Linked DNA regions of Mus musculus: region 1 is linked to region 2. Evidence: chromatin contacts called from public promoter capture Hi-C data. All regions are on one chromosome and are shown on one strand. Each heading gives the region's core, a stretch centred on a gene start, on an enhancer-like site or on the middle of the called end of the contact. The rest is flanking DNA. Distances are from core to core; before and after follow the strand shown.

Region 1 (3,876 bases), core at 212-2,711, 350 kb before region 2:
TGCTATGTGATAGTCTGTTTTCCTATTGACAAAATCTGCATAAGTTCTGAAATAAGGAAAACTGGGTTCAAATGTAGGCTTTGCGGTTTTCTGCTGTGTTGTGGTCTTTAATATCTCTATAAGAGTGAGCTGAGAGTTAAGTATGACAGCACATGCAAAGACCAGTGAAAGCTGGGGTTGTTGCCCTAAGTAGGGAGCTTTGGGTGGGTGTACATGTCTCTCACTCTCTTCCCCGTGGCAGATTTTTATTGATGCGTTTTAATGCATTGTTTGTTTACTTTATTTTGAGGCACTGGGAGTGGTGCCCAGGGTCTCATGAAGGCTAGCCAAATGCTGCACACTCCATCTGAAGAAGAAGGAAGGGAGGGAGGAAGGAGATAAGGAAGGTATATATACATGTGTGGGGTGGGCCAGATCTGATGGCCTGATGTCACCTGATTTAAGACCTTTAAAAATAGCTAATACTTTCTATGATTTATTTTTTTTTCCTAGTGCTGAAATAAAATTTGATGAAGACTGAATCTTTGTTAAGAAAAGTGAGGCCAGCAGACCACTCCCTCGTTGATTTCTGCGGTGCTGTTTGCTTCAACCTCTAGAGGGCAGCATGCCATCAAGGAAACTCACCAGGAGCCCAGGTAGAACCCGTTTAGATGACCAGTTGTCTGAAGTCCGAGTCATGTTGACCTTAAAGGAGGGAGAAGGGGGCTGCCTGGAAAATCCCAGAAAGATACAATACCAAAATGTAAGCAACCATTCATTATAATTTCTAATGATTATTAAATACTGGGTTATTTTGAACCCATCAGATGAATACCCTGGTAAATAAATAAATCTGATGAATGTGGATGGTTACCTGCAGGAACAAAGTCACTAAGGAAGAAGCAGGTGGTTTCTCAGACCGGGTTCCATCTTCAAAAGTGATTTCCAGCTGTGACCTCATCTCTCCAGACTCTTCAAACCTGTGCATCACAAGCTAGGGATAGAAGCCCCAGCTCTTCCTTACTCCATACCACCTACTTCCTTCAGTTAATTCTGGGCTCATTTTAGTATAGGGACCCAACGTCACTGTCTTAGCCAGGGTTTCTATTCCTGCACAAACATTAGACTGCTTTTTCTTTCCAGAGCTGAACCCATGCGTGCCAGCAGCTTGAAGCTCAGTGACTTACTTTTATCAACATGAAACCCTCTACCTCCATCTCTCTGTCTTGTTTTCTTCTGAATTATTTTCTGATTTCTAAAAAAAATATGTTTTTATTTGAAATAGCATTTGTCACTTGCTGTCTTAGGCAGGGTTTCTATTCCTATACCAAACATCATGAACAAGAACTCTCAAGTTGGGTTTATTCAGCTTACACTTTCCACATTGCTGTTGATCACCAAAGGATGCAGGACTAGAACTCAAGCAGGTCAGGAAGCAGGAACTGATGCAGAGGCCACGGAGGGATGTTCTTTACTGGCTTGCTTGCTTCCCCTGGTTTGCTCAGCCTGCTCCCTTATAGAACACAAGACTACCAGCCCAGAGATGGTCCCACCCACAAGGGGCCTTTCCCCCTTGATCACTAATTGAGAAAATGCCCCACAGCTGGATCTCATGGAGGCATTTCCTCAACTGAAGCTCCTTTCTCTGTGATAACTCCAGCCTGTGTCAAATTGACACAAAATCAGCCAATACAGTCACCTACATTTGGGATCTTGATCACTGACTCGGGGCTTCTAGTATTAATGTCACTTCCTTCACTTAACCCTGTTGTAACCTGCTCATTCAGAACAGGGAAGAGCCACAGCTACACCGCAGGAAAGCCCTGGAACGCAAGCTTCTGGGACCATCCACCCCTGCATCTCCTGGGCTCACACAGAGGCAGGTCTTACATCAGAGGGTTTTGCTCTGCTCTCTGGGATATTCAGGATCTCGGTCTAAACTCACCCACTAATCGGAGCCTTAGGATTTTAATATGCAAAATTAAGGCTGCCAAGTGCCTTCCCTACCTTCTACGGATGCAGATGCAGACAACTAGGCACTTTGATGCCAAGATCATCTTGGAGAACACAGAACAAGATCACATCTATTCAGAGGCACACCTTTGATATCCCTACACACCAACTCTGGGTGCCTTGGATAGTTGATGACTACTGTCTTCTTCAAAAGATATCTAGGATCGGTTGGGATAAAAGCTTTCATGTATGTGTGGGCTGTTGTCAAACAGGACACTAGAATATTTCTTTTATGAAAAACTAACACTTCCAATATTGAAAGGCAGTATCCATTAATTCAATCGAACATTATTTTCATAAGCAAATATGTTTGAGAAAATTAGCAAGCAAATGCATAAATAAATTACCTACATTGAAAGCTGTTACTGGCAGGTATGATAACATGTTTCGTGTTCACTAGTTTCCATTTCTTTTGAAGTGAATTTCTGGCTGCCTGTGTTTATGTCACAGGTGGTATCCTCACCTGCTTCATTAAGGCCTGTTTAGAATACAGTTCTAATGTAGGTTTTATTCCATGTAAAGCCACCTAGAGATAATTTTAAATGATCAGATCGACTAACAAACACGTAATCAAGGAGCTCTTAAGATTTTATTAAAATTCAGGTCTTTCACCATTAGCAAACCTGCTTCATTAACATATTAATAGATAATGTTCCTGCTCATAATTAGCGCGGATTTTCTTTGCATTACATTGTAGTTGAAAGAATTCAGGTGGGGTTGTGTAAAGTTGTTTTTTTTTTAATTCCTGCTAACAAAGCACCTGGAAGTGCCACTGAATCCTGCTGACCACAGTTTGCATTTTCATCTGCTTCCTTCTCCCCACGTTCTCCTTATTAAACTCAGTTCTGTGATTGATTTTCTGCATAGCCAGGCCACTATGAATGACAATGGTAAGCCACGAAGCACAGCAGTCTGGCCCACTTACTGAAGACTGAATCCTACCTGCGACAGAAATTCTAGGCTCAAAAATAGCTAAGCTTTGAGAGAAGCAGGCATATGAGAACCTTAACCTTTTTCTTTAATAGTATAATTCAAAAGTCCAAGTTCTTCAAGTGCTTCATACCTAGACCAGTGACTGGAGTTCATGTAGATGTCTCTATAAAAAGAGCAACATCTGCCCCCCTGCCCCCCTGCCCCCAAGCTGCTGCTGAAGGCTGTGTTTGTGTCTGTGTCCCTGCAACAGCAATGATCTGTGTCTGTGTCAATGTTTATGGCCCATGTTACCACCAAAAGCTATACAGTCATCCCTGGTCTCGGTCATGTTGATGTCAGAGGGCTTCACAGACCTGGCCCCACCTCTCACTGACTGCAGCATTCAGACAAGCTGGCCCCATCCCTCAACTGGACAAAGTGAGAGAGCTGGCCCGGTGGCACAGCGTGGTCACAGGAGAGCTGTCATGTCAACCAATTCAGCTACCAAGCAGGCCAAGATGCAGGTTCTGAGTTGGCCCACCCTAACATCCACCCCATTTATGAACTGCTGGAGCACATGAAGGGCTGGTCCCGCAGAACCAAAGCGGAAGGATCTCCATGACACAGGGCAACAACAAGATATCCAAGAGGAGTCCAGGTAAGGATCTAGTATAGGATTGGGGTGCATGATGTGAAATTCACAAAGAATCAATGAAAAGTTTAAAAAAAAAGTGACATCCCTTCCGAGGGATGGTATCTTACAAGGAGAAGCGATTATCTGTATTTCAATAACCACAGACCTTGAAATGCAGTCATGGCGTTATTTTGAAATATTCTAACTGAAGTAATGCACTTAAGTAACAATTAAGACTAAGATCAGGATCACACTTAAAGGGCCCAAATTAAGTAAAATAGAAAATAATATATACATTAAAACTAGCCATTGTCTTCTAACGTGGCCTTTTAAACAAT
Region 2 (3,691 bases), core at 849-3,348:
CAAGGCTTCTCAATAAGTGATGATTGACTTTAAGCAAGGTCTATCCTTTCAAAAGTACCTACTGTTCTTATACTAAAAGCGTAATTCGAATCACTGGATAAGGGAAGACCTTCTGTAGCTTTGATTTGAGGTTCTCTGATTTGTCGTCCTGTTTTTATGTGCTGTAGTGTTTATTATTTTAAGGTAAACCCTCAAAGTGTTTGCAAGGTCCCGTATGATGTAGGTTACCAGCCAACTTGTGCAGGTTTTCCTGTCTCAGTTTCCTCCCTAATAAAATGTCAATACTTGAGTTTCTCCTAAAGTCCTAGTTGTCCCCTGTTCGTCACAATAGTTTTGTTGCTTGAGTGTGTCTAACAAGGCATGTCCTGTGCCTTTCTCTAAGCCTGTCAGACTCTGGCGCAAAGAACCAACCCCCTTTTCCATCTGCCCAGGATGCATATCAGAATGGACTTTCTCTCCAGCCTGGCGTTTCTGTGTGCTGCTTAGGTAATGGAATGGCACTCAAGTCCCAAGGGATATGTTCCCAGAGGTAAGAACTGGGTCTTGTTTATTTTTGTTTCTTCTAGTAACTATCACAACACTAGGCCCAGAAAGCTTCTCCATAGACGTTGATTGACTTTAAATGAGATACCAGGCTGGTGATCTTCTTTGTTTTGTTTTATCACTATCTGCTTCTGCTCATACGCTAAAAACTTAAGTTGAATGTTCATAGCAGCCTTATTTATGATAGCCAGAAGCTGGAAAGAACCCAGATGTCCCTCAACAGAGGAATGAATACAGAAAATGTGGTACATTTACACAATGGAGTACTACTCAGCTATTAAAAACAATGAATTTATGAAATTCCTAGGCAAATGGATGGATCTTGAGGGTATCATCCTGAGTGAGGTAACCCAATCACAAAAGAATACACAAGATATGTACTCACTGATAAGTGGCTATTAGCCCGAAAACTTAGAATACCCAAGATACAATTTGTAAAACACATGAAACTCAAGAAGAATGAAGACCAAAGTGTGGACACTTTGCCCCTTCTTTGAATTGGGAACAAAACACCCATGGAAGGAGTTACAGAGGCAAAGTTTGGAGCTGAGATGAAAAGATGGACCATCCAGAGACTGCCGCATGTGGGGATCCATCCCATAATAAGCTACCAAATGCAGACACTATTGCTTACACCAGCAAGATTTTGCTGAAAGGACCCTGATATAGCTGTCTCTTGTGAGGCTATGCCAGTGCCTGGCAAACAGAAGTGGATGCTCACAGTCAACTATTGGATGGGACACAGGGCCCCCAATGGAGGAGCTAGAGAAAGTTCCTGAGGAGCTGAAGGGGTCTGCAACCCTATTGGTGGAACAACAATATGAACTAACCAGTACCCCCAGAGCTCGTGTCTCTAGCTGCATATGTATCAGAAGATGGCCTAGTTGGCCATCATTGGGAAGAGAGGCTCCTTGGTCTCGAAAACTTTATATGGCCCAGTATAGGGGAATACCAGGGTCAAGAAGTGGGAGTGGATAGGTAGGGGAACAGCGGAGGGGAGGGTATAGGGAACTTTTGGGATAGCATTTGAAATGTAAATGAAGAAAATACCTAATAAAAATTGGAAAAAGAAAAAAGAAAAAAATGACTACATAATGAAAGACCATCTCAGATAATAAGATATGATTGGAAATATTTACTAGATATGAAATTACCCCACGAATATAAAATAATGTTGCAAAGGCCCAAATTTCTAAAATAATGTAAAATATTTAAAATAAAAATGAGAGAGAGAGAGAGAGAGAGAGAGAGAGACTGTAATAACTTTAAAGGTGTAGCTCTTTGTAAAGATAGGAAAGCAGGAAACAGAAAGACAAAAAGAGCCCGGGGGTGGGGGTTGGGGAGAGAATTCCTAAAAAACCACAGCACACTCTTGAAAAGGAAGCTTCCTCCGTGTTTTGGTGAAACCAGAATATAACATAAAGACGGCATTATCATTGCATCATGCAAATATTGACTGTATCAACAGCATCCTGCTCTCCGGGGTCTGCAGGCCCAGCGTTGAGTACTCCACAGTCTCTTGAGCTGGAGCCAACAACCAACAGAGCATTAGATCAAAGCCTGGATACACACATGCCTGGCAGTTTGCTATTGAACCACTGATAAGAGTACAAAAGAAGTCCCTGGGCACTTTCACCACAATTTGAACAGCAGCTAGTTAATTGGGTTGATAACAGATGTCAACATTTCATACGCTGTATGATGTCATGGTTCTAGAAGGTATAACTTCTCTTGGCCTGACTTGGAAAACTGAACATTTCTTTTAAAGGAGTAAATGTGAATACCATTTCATTATTTATGTTTTCCCCCCCATCGGAAGAATTTGGTGAGACATAGTTTTAATGATATCTTTAAGTTTTTTTAATAAAAAAAACCCAGAATATAATTTTCTCTGCATAATTTACATAAGGTGTCTCAAGGTGCTGATCAGCCCGTACAGGTTTGCACCCAATGCAAATAATCAAGGCCTGAATTCATTAAAGGATTATGCAGATGCTGTTGTTTGGAGGGCTTTGAGGACTCTGTGTGTGTGTGTGTGTGTGTGTGTGTGTGTGTGTGTGTGTGTGTGTGTGTGATGACACAGCTTACCTTCTTCATTCCAAAACCATAAACAGTGACATGAAATAGACCACTCTTATCCTCTTGATATTCTAAGAAGTAAGATGTTCAGCCATCTAGCATTTCAAACTAAATCAAATTTTAGAAAAGTTGAGTGTGCTCAGTTTCAAATGTAAAGATCATATAAGTAAGTGGAAAAATTCAGAATACATTTCTTTGGCTAAGAAACACACAAAGGTTTTAAGAGCGACTCCATGTCCTCTGGGTCTCTAGCATTCCTTGAAAGGTAAAGAAACGGCTTCCTTGGGACCGAAGAAGGAGCAAACCCTAGTCATAGTTTGTCACCTTGAATAGACAACTCACGAGGGAGAAAAGCTCCCCACCACCACCAAAAAACAAGTCTACAGCCAATGCTGTTGAGAGGTTGGAAACAAAGGCTCTTTCTTGTCAGCCGGCCTTCAGCAAGCCGACATCTGCCTTCACCATGAGCAACCACAAGGGATCCTACTTCACCTCTTCCTGATTCTAGAACAGAATCAATGTATATTCACAGCGCCACCTACTGCTTAGTGCTAACACCACAGTGCCCAGTGACTCAAAGGGGACTTCTTTTGTTTCCAACAGGGAGCATCTTCAGTGCTATTCTGAAGGCACCGGGATGTGTGACACATGTGGCCATGGATCAACTCCTTCTTCATTTAGAAACTCATGTTTGTTTGCAATGAGCTGTGATGGAGTGGAAGATGGTCTGTGGAAGGATGAGGAGGGTTGTGCGCGGGAGCTTGCATTGTTTGACCTTGCTTTTCTGGCTAGGCTGCACCATCCATCCTGCCGGAAGTGATCCTTAGCAAGTCCTTTCGCTTCATCATGCCGGCTCCCGAATGAAGACCCACACCTTTCAAAATTGTTGAGATTTCTTCAGTGGACAGCAGGAGTGATTTATTTTTCCATCGCGGATATTATCTCATACAAATAAAAATTTTCTAAGTAAAAACTAAAATATATAAGCTATCTGTTTAATCTATAAAAGTCTAGCTTGTGGGTAATTTGGTATTTCAGCTTGCTTGCAGTCTGGTTGGTAAAGCCTGTA

What was found. Promoter capture Hi-C pulls out the DNA fragments that hold promoters and counts their contacts.
Region 1: a contact with region 2 is called in a promoter capture Hi-C map of the C10 cell line, with 7 times the contacts expected there. The contact joins the promoter of C87198 here to the enhancer-like site in region 2. A contact is called at or near these places in 13 of 39 promoter capture datasets (the 3T3-L1 cell line, the C10 cell line, the HPC-7 cell line and 7 more) and 6 of 484 Hi-C or Micro-C datasets (the C10 cell line, the G1E-ER4 cell line, Sertoli cells and 3 more).

What each region holds. Positions count from the first base shown.
Region 1 is chr12:56,588,644-56,592,519 of GRCm38.p6, reverse strand. It overlaps C87198 (expressed sequence C87198), which reads right to left and starts at 1,461. Exons shown (of 5, transcript NR_046003.1): 1 at 1,354-1,461; 2 at 854-973; 3 at 625-709. The region is part of intron 2 of Gm26973 (a long non-coding RNA gene); the gene reads right to left.
Region 2 is chr12:56,241,393-56,245,083 of GRCm38.p6, reverse strand. No RefSeq gene overlaps it. Among named protein-coding and RNA genes, the nearest start is that of Gm36754, 4.0 kb to the right of the region's middle. Within about 2 kb of position 2,098, at least 6 of the 459 cell types and tissues checked have an H3K27ac peak or open chromatin away from gene starts, as enhancers often do.